Regions from separate parts of the Anser cygnoides genome. Here region 1 is linked to region 2. The links are chromatin contacts, called in public Hi-C maps. All regions are on one chromosome and are shown on one strand. The core of a region is the stretch at or near the end of the contact, and the rest is flanking DNA. Distances in the headings are between cores, read along the strand shown. Region 1 holds the start of ARRDC2 (arrestin domain containing 2). Region 2 holds the start of OCLN (occludin).

Region 1 (4,017 bases), core at 1,468-3,967, 860 kb after region 2:
CAGCAGCTCTACCTGAGCCGACACGCAGGACCTCGCACAAGCGGCACGCTCCCAGCGTGAGGAACGAGCCCCGTCCCTGCTGGATTCATGAGCGTTGCGTGCGTGCCAAGACCAAGGCGGCCGCCCCGCTGTGGAACGGGAGCCTGGCGTGCTCTTAGCCCACGTGCCTTACCTCTCCTGAGGTCTCCCTAAATGACGGGGCTCCTAGAGGCTGGCCTCACGCTGGGGCAGGAGCCTGCACCCCTGGGCAGCGCTGTGGGACCCTCGGGCGGACAGGATCAGCGCATGGAAAGCACCGGTGTTTCCCAGGCCCCTCTCACATCACCTCATGAAGAAGCGGCCGGGGCCTTGGCTTTGCCCATTAACCCCCTGTCTTTTCCTCTCTTTCTGTCCCCTGTTTACACAATATACATTTAATGGCCCTGAAACGCAGTCCGAACATCCTTCTTCCACCCTTTCTCACGTCTCGAAGCACAGCACCCCCGTGCCAGCCCTCACCACCCTGCTAGGAAACTGCAGATAAAGTCACAGCTGAGTGGAGAGCGGAGCGGAGGGCGCTTATCTCCGCCTGGCTTCCCTCCTCTGCACTGCCTTGTTACCATGACAAAACCTGCATTTTTTAAACACCACGCAGACACAGTTGATCTCATCGAGAAGCAACAAGGGAGCAGTCACAGGGCCTGCAGATGATGGCACGTTTTCACCAGCCTCTCGCTAGCCGACCCCAGGAACGTCCTCGCGCTGCCACCGGTGACCGGGGGGGGGACAGAGCAGGAACCCAGCGGGATCCACAGGAAGGGATTTTGGCCGCAGAGCAGCCAAAAAGCCTCCTTAAAGCACTCCTGTGATCACAGGCCCGTGCCCCTCTCACAAAGGAGAGAAGGAATCACTGTGTGGACACAGATGATAAAATCACAGCCCGCAAGTTCTGGCGAGGCTCCCTGCTCCCCACGGAGCCCACTTAAACTCTCCCCACGCAGTAGGCGAGGGCCAGAAGCCATTAGCTCCGAGCTCCAGGAGCGCAGGGTGCTGGCAAGGCCAAGCAGCTCCTGTAATTCCTCCAGCCCTTGGCTAAGCGCCCTCCTCCAGCCGGCTCCGGGGGCTTGTGTAATACACAGTCCTAGCAGCAGAATGCAAACACGCTCGCGGCAGCTCGTGACTGCTCTACAGACATTCACTGCAGGGATAATGGGGAATAAAACTCACCCTATACCCTTACAGCTAACGCAGCCACCATCCAAACAGTGTGATGACCACTCAGGATCTTCTCCACTGGAGTTCGGGGCGCGGGCTTCTCCCACATCCTTAAGTGTCATCAGGCCGCTTAACACACTTGCAGCTGCCAAGGGGCCATCCTTAGGCACAGCACAGAAGAGCCGCTGCCAAAAAGACAGAAACTCTGGAGTAATGCAGGTGTTTGGAGCAGGTGGCAAGGTACAGTCGTCCAGAAAAAGAGAATATGGCCCTACAGTGCAGTCTAGGGACAAAAACACCTCCAGAGCAGCAGCTGCCATCACTCCTGCAAGCTCTGCGTTTGCCAGCTGGGCCCTTGGCCGCCAGCAAAACTCCATGCCCTCAGTACGTAGTATTAGGCACCCTAATACACCAAGCAGGACGGGCAATAAGATGGCATCGGAAAGGGGCGGAGGGGAAGCACAGAGCCACGGCTGTAATGATATCACTGTGGGGGAGGATAAAAGACAAGCACTTTCATAAGGCAGAGTTAACGAGCGGATGGACAGCTGCGATGTCCCGTATCCCTTGGCTCTGGATCATTTCATCCCAACCAGGCAAATAATTCAAGTGGCTTGTCCTCATGCAGTAGATCCAAGCAACATGCCAGCTGGGCATGTGGTTCCAGCATCAGAAAACTGGAAACAAATATTTACTGAACTACTAAGTGCTCTTTCCACACTTGTGAACAGACACTTCTATTTGCACTTCCCTGTGCAAACAGAACAAAAGCCACAACCCTTTCATGCTCACCAGCCCCGAGTTTGCAGGCGACCTCCCAGAAACCAGCAGCAAAGAAACCCTTGGCAGAGGCCGAGAGGGATGCTGCTGCTTGCAGGTGGCACCAACCTTCACGAGGAGGGTGGAGACCTGCCCAGAGAGGGTGCCTGCAGCCCATGGAGGTCCCAACCCAACACCCCGTAGCACACAGCCACCCTCGAGCCCCAGCCTTACCGGGGATGAGCTGGCAGCGGCGGTACAGGAAGGTCTGGAAGGCTGTGTAATCGTGGTAGACGGTGTTGAGCCCCACGCTGTGGCTCTCCAGCCAGTGCACGGAAGCGCGCCCGCGAGCGCACACCTCCAGCGCCCGTAGCCGCAGCGCGCCGCGCAGCTCCAGCCGCACGCGGCCGTGCAGCAGCTCCCCGCTGCCGTAGGCACCCCACACTCGCCCGTCCTCCAGCTCCACCGCCAAGCTCCGCACACGCCTGAGGGGCTGCATCGCTGCTGCCCCTGATTATCCGGGCAGTTCTGGGAGGCAGGCTGGTCCCCACTTTGGGCAAGCGGGACAGGCACCTGTGCGGCCCTCCAGGGAAAGGAAGAAAGAGCAAAGGCTGCCCCGAAATCCTTATTTATCCCTGCCCCTAAGCGGCCCGGCCCTCCAGGCCTAGCTCTCCCAAGGTTGGACTGAGACCCCGTTACATGGTGACGCTTTAGTGCTGACCCCGTGCGTGAGGCTGGTGCAGCGCCGAGGAGGGGGCCGTGGAGGCGAGTGACGCGTTTTTAAGCCGAAGGAGAAATAACGTCACGTTGTCTTATCTCTGAGTCACAGGCGCTGTTGATGTGCCACTGGTACGTGCTGGTGGCTCCGTCCGCAGGGAGCTGTCACGCACCGCCAGCCGTGCTGGCAGGTTTCATGTCACTGGGGGAAGCACAGAAAGGCTGTTTGGCCTTCCCAAATTCAGGCATTCCTGAAGCATTTCTGGAAGTGGATGGAGAGGGGTTTAGAAAGCCAAGACCCTTATCCCAAAAGCCAGCTTTGCTTTCTCTGTCTGAAATTGCATCAAAATCCATGTGGAAAAAAAAGTAAACAACCTCAGGGTCCTCCCAGCAGCAGCTCCCCAGCCAGCTGGTACCACCAAAAGGCTGATGTTCACCATTTAACAACCCCAGTGACCCACAGCTGTTCCTGCAGCAGTGCAACAGGTGGCAATGCCACCTCAGGGTCACATAAAAGCTATGGGGCAGACCCGTAGCATGTGCAAGTCCCTGTTACTACACCAAGTGACGCAATCCAGGCGTTTGAATCGAGGTGTTTGCAACCTACCAGTGTAAGACACCGATGTGAGGTGCCTGTGGGAATTTGCAAGGCTTGAGCGTGCAGCTTCTTTGAAGTACGTGTGGAGCACAGAACGTCCCTTTCCCAAGAGATGCAGAGTCAGATCCCAAAAGGAAAGCACAAGGGGTTTGTGGGCCCAGCCCCTGTTTACGTAGAGAACGCAGCGATTGGAAGTGATTTAGTAACGCCTGCTCAAATGCTTTGGTGTTGGTTTGCAGCACACATGAATCAAGTCTGTCCGCATCAAAAGGCCACGAAGAGCTTGTGAAGTGGCAGCTGTGACAAGGCACCAGCTGACCCTGCTCGCTTGGCCTCCCAGGGGAGGGAGCTGACCGCCCCACACGGATCCCGCTTCAAAATATCTACAGCCCAAACAGAGTTAGTGCAAGCTCAGCATTCAGGAAATCCACGTGAGCTATCAGCTCAACAAAAATACACTGCTCGTCGCTAGGAAAACAGCCCACTCATCATAAGCTGGGGAGGGCTACCTCTCTGTCCTACTGTTCACTGGCCTTTGGTTTCAGGCCTTGACACCAAAATCTAAACAGATAACAAGGGAAGATTCCAGCCCACATGCAGCCCTGACAGTGCCTCTCACTTTGCCTCTGATCTCTTGCCCTTCCTCTGAGCTTCCCCTACCCCACCTGCTCCCTCCTGCCCCAGCACCCGCCCGGAGGCACTCTGCGGGTCTTGCAACCCACAGAAATGTGTCACCCATGTCTTTGGGC
Region 2 (4,105 bases), core at 1,199-3,698:
CACCAGGGCTGGCACCGGGACCGGGGGTCCCCTCGCTGGGGGCTCGCTCCCGCCCCGGTGCTTCTCCCCCAGCTGGGCTCAGCCCGCAGCCGGTGAAGCGGAGCCACCACCGCCAGACACGTCCAGGGGGGAGCCCCCTCCCCAAAAATCCTCCGGGGGCCGATGGCCGAGCCCGCCTGCCCCGGGGGGGAGAGGGGGCTCGGGGATGGCGCTGCCGGGCAGGATGCGGCCGCGCTCCGCTTCGCCCACATGAAGTCGTGGCCGGGGCTGCTGCGGGTGCTGGGGGGGCTGGAGCTGCTGTGCGGCGGGATGGTCTTCGCCTGCGTCTGCGCCTACCTCCAGCGGGACTACGGGGGCTACGGCGGCGAGCTGCTCCTCGGGGGGGTCCTGGGGGGCGGCTACGGGGGGCCGCTGACCCCCTTCGTGCTGGTGGTGGCCAGCCTGGCCTGGCTGCTGACGGCCGTGCTGCTGGGGCTGGGGGCCACCACTTATTACCGCGGCGTCCTCCTGGAGGCACCCTGGTGGCCTCCCACCGAGTCCGGCCTCAACGGCCTCATGTTCCTGCTGTACCTGGCGGCGGCGGCGGCGTACATCCACACCGTCACCCTGGGGGGGCTCTGCTACTCCCCCCTGGCCGGCGGCCCCCTCCTCGCCGCCTTCTGCCGCCTGGCCGGGGGGCAGGCAGCCGCTCTCGTCTTCCTCTTCCTCACGGCGCTGCTCTACCTGGCCGGCAGCCTCGTGGCCCTCAAGATGTGGAGGCACGAGGTGGCCCGGAGGCGTCGGGAGGCTCCCGTGAGTCCCTTTGTCACCGGGAGGCTGGGGGGGCAGCCCGCGGCAGGCTTCTCACGACCCCCCTTTCCCTTTGTATCTTGAAGCCTCCGCCGGCCCGAGCCAAGCGCATCGCCTTTGAGGATGAGGTGGGACCCCCGGGGAGACCCCTGGGGAGGGCCACGGCTGCCAGCGCCTTCACCGAGGGGGGTGAGAGGTTGGGGGCCTTGATCTGCTCCATCCCCCCCGGGCTCGTGCCGCGGCCGTGCACTGTCCCGGACTACGTGGTGTAAGTGACCCCAGGGCAGGGGACGGCCACGGGATGGGGTCCCTGGGGGTCCGGAGCCCCCCCGTGCCTCCGTGCTGGGGCACAGCTGGGCTTCCAGCCCAGAGCGGGGACCCCCCCGAACTTCGTAACCCCCCCGTGGCCGTGCAGAAAGTACCCGGCGATCCGGAGCGGGCGGCAGCGGGAGGAATACCGGGCTGTGTTCAGCGACCAGCACGCCGAGTACCGGGAGCTGCTGGGCGAGGTGCGGGAGGCACAGCGGAGGCTGGGGGAGCTGGAGGCCGCCGCGCGCCGCCTGCCCCGGCACGCGCTCGGCAGGACGGTGGGTGTCCCACGGGCGTCACGAGCGGGCAGGGCTCAGCACCGGGCCGTGCCGGCGGGGCTGGGGACGTTGGGCTGCGTCTTTTCGCCCCGCAGGATGAGAGCAGGGTGGCCCGCGTCTGGCGCGAGGTCCTGAGGAAGAAGAGGGTGAGTAGGGGGTCAGGATTCGTGCGCTCGGAGCCACGCTGGGGGGGGCGCGAGCTTCCCTGCCATCCCGGAGCATGGGGGTCCCGGGCACCCGTGGGACCCCAGCGCTATGGCGGGGTCTCTCCGGGCTGAGCACAGCGCCGCTGTCTCCCGCCGGCAGGATTCGGCCTTCCTGGAGAAGCAGCGGCGCTGCCGCTACCTGAAGAAGAAGCTGACGCACATCAAGAGGCAGATCCAGGACTACGACCGCGGCGCCCGCGGCAGCGCCGTCTACTTCTGAGCCCGCTCACGAGGACCTCTGGGGACGACAGCCGGGGACCCCGGGGCTCTGCCAGGTCCCCCCACCCCCACCCCGAGCCCTGGGGACCCCGCAGGGCTCAGCACCGGGGGGTGACGGTGCTGCGGGGGCGAGCAGGAGGCACCCGCTGCCCCCCACCCACCGCACCCACCTGGGCACGGGGAGCAAACCTGCGGGTTTTGGGGTGCCTTTGGTGGCCCCGCACCCGGCGTGGATTCGGGAGCACCCAGAGGGGTGCAGCTGCGGGGGGGGGGCGGGAGGGGAGGGGGGCAGAGCTGCTTTTAATAAAACCCGTGATGTTTTTCGGGGGGCTTCAATGCGTGTCCTGGGGTGCCCGCGGATGATGGAGGCGGGGGGGCTCCACCAGCTGGCAACCCCCCCCCAGGGACGCTCCTGTCCCCTGGGATAGCGAGAGGAGCCCCGGTACCCAACAGGACCCCCCCCAGTGCCACGGCTCCGGATGGGGGGGGGGGGGGGGCACGGCCCTGGCCTCTTTGCGCCCCCCCAGCCCCCGGGGACCCCGAGCCCTCCCCCCCCCCCAGCGGAACCGCCGCGCGTGTGAGCCCCCCATAGCCCCCCCCCCCTCCCCGGAGCCGCCGAGCCCCCACCGCCACCTCCCCCCGGGCGGGGGCCGGGCGGGGAGCAGCGGGGCCGCCCCCGGGGCTCCCCCCCCGGAGGCGGAAACCGGGGCCGGTTCCCTGCAGCGCCCGGCGGCGGCGGTGCCGCTGCTCCCGGCTGCCATTTTACGGGAACAAAGAGGCGGGGGGGCGGCCAGGTAAGGGGCTCCGGGACCGGTATCGGGGTGGGGGGGGGTCCCCAGGGGCTCGGTCCCCGCCGCACGCCGGGGGGGGGGGGGCTCGGGGAACCCCCGGGGGCTCCGTCGGGACCGGAGCGGGCGCGCCCGGTTCCCGGAGCCGCACCGGGCAGGTGGGAGGCGGCGGCGGCGGCGGCGCTTCCCGGGGCTCCGCGGGAGGTTGGGGGGGTGCAGGGGTGTGGGGGCGGACCCCGAGCCCCCCACCTTTAAAAAAATAAAATAAAAAATCCCCCAAAAAACCAGCGCGGGGACGGCGCTGCCCCCGTCGGGACGCGGACACCGGGGTTGAGCCCCGGTGGCGGGGAGGGGGGCGCGGGAGCTGGGGGGTCCCCGGGGGCGGGGGGGGGGGTTTGCAGCTCCCCTTGCTGCTGGGTCTCCCCCCACGCCAGCCCAAGGCTTTGGGGCTGCGCAGAGCTGGGGGCAGCGTGAGGATACCCGAGAAAAAAGCCGCGGGCACCCCGGGAGGTGCTGCCCCGCTCCTCCAGCGCCGCGCTGGGGCACGGGCTTGGGACCACCCTCGTTTGGGGCGAAGGGACCGAGCCCCTGGCCCCCAGGTGGCCACGGACACCCCGGACCCGCTGCCACCTGCCCCCGGCTTGGGTTTCCCATGCAGGGTTCAGGTTCCTCCCCCCCCCTCCACGCTGCGTCCCGCTCCGGCGATGCCCGCCGGGGGGGTCCCCGCTGAGCTCTTGGGGTTTTGCTTTTCGTGGGGTGGAGAAGGGCGGCTCTGTGCAGCCCGGAGGTGGTGGAGCAGCGCCAGGAGCCCGCTGGGCTTTGCAGAGCCCCTGCTTTGCCCCCCAGCCCCCTCGGAGGGGTTCCCCGCTTCCAGCAGCGTTATCCTGGCGTTTCTCCCCGGCCCTCCAAAACGCTCCCGGCGGTGGTTTGGCTCGGAGTAAACTTGTGGGAAAGCAAAGCCAGAAGGTGTTTTGGAGAGGCCAACCGCACGGAGGAGGGCAGGAACCGGAGGCAGGGAGCGACTGTGGGGCTGGGGCGGCCCTGTTGGGGCGGGGGTCCCGGGCGGGCGGCGCCTGGCTCCATGCGGCAGCTCTCCAGCGGTGGCAGCGAGGAAACGCGTCACCCCCCTTTGATCTGCCCCCATTTACCGCTTTTCACTGCGGTGTTGGTAATGTGCCCTGTGTTATTATTATTATTATTATTATTTTTTTAATCCAACCGGAGCTGCTTACGGAGAAACCCTCAGGGTTAGCGCTAGCCTTGGGTAAGAGCTTTTCTGGTTTAATTAGGGTTTTAAACAATCCAATGCATTCAGGCGGCCGCAGTCGGGTGGGGGCCGGGGCCGGCAGCGCGGGGTCCCCAGCGCGGGGCAGGGCTGGGTGTGCAGGGAGATGCCCCGTGACTCACTCGCCTCCCTTCTCCACCCCACACCTCAGTTTCCCCGTGAGCAGAGGTGACTCCCGTGGCGTGGCGTCGGGCACGGGCGGGCGCTTGTTTACGGTGACGGGAGGCCAAA

What was found. Hi-C and Micro-C count contacts between places; a contact is called where the count stands out from the background.
Region 1: a contact with region 2 is called in a Hi-C map of liver, with 4 times the contacts expected there. The contact joins the promoter of ARRDC2 here to the promoter of OCLN in region 2. A contact is called at or near these places in 2 of 7 Hi-C or Micro-C datasets (both in liver).

The regions. Positions count from the first base shown.
Region 1 is chr27:2,119,372-2,123,388 of Taihu_goose_T2T_genome, forward strand. ARRDC2 (arrestin domain containing 2) reads right to left here and starts at 2,718. Exons shown (of 8, transcript XM_013195265.3): 1 at 2,188-2,718. The coding sequence starts at 2,452. It overlaps SAXO5 (stabilizer of axonemal microtubules 5), which reads right to left. Exons shown (of 8, transcript XM_066984132.1): 8 at 3,957-4,017.
Region 2 is chr27:1,261,501-1,265,605 of Taihu_goose_T2T_genome, forward strand. It overlaps OCLN (occludin), which reads left to right and starts at 2,449. Exons shown (of 8, transcript XM_066983783.1): 1 at 2,449-2,595. It overlaps OCEL1 (occludin/ELL domain containing 1), which reads left to right. Exons shown (of 5, transcript XM_048052460.2): 1 at 1-792; 2 at 876-1,057; 3 at 1,205-1,376; 4 at 1,472-1,522; 5 at 1,683-2,260. The coding sequence starts at 163. The coding sequence ends at 1,802.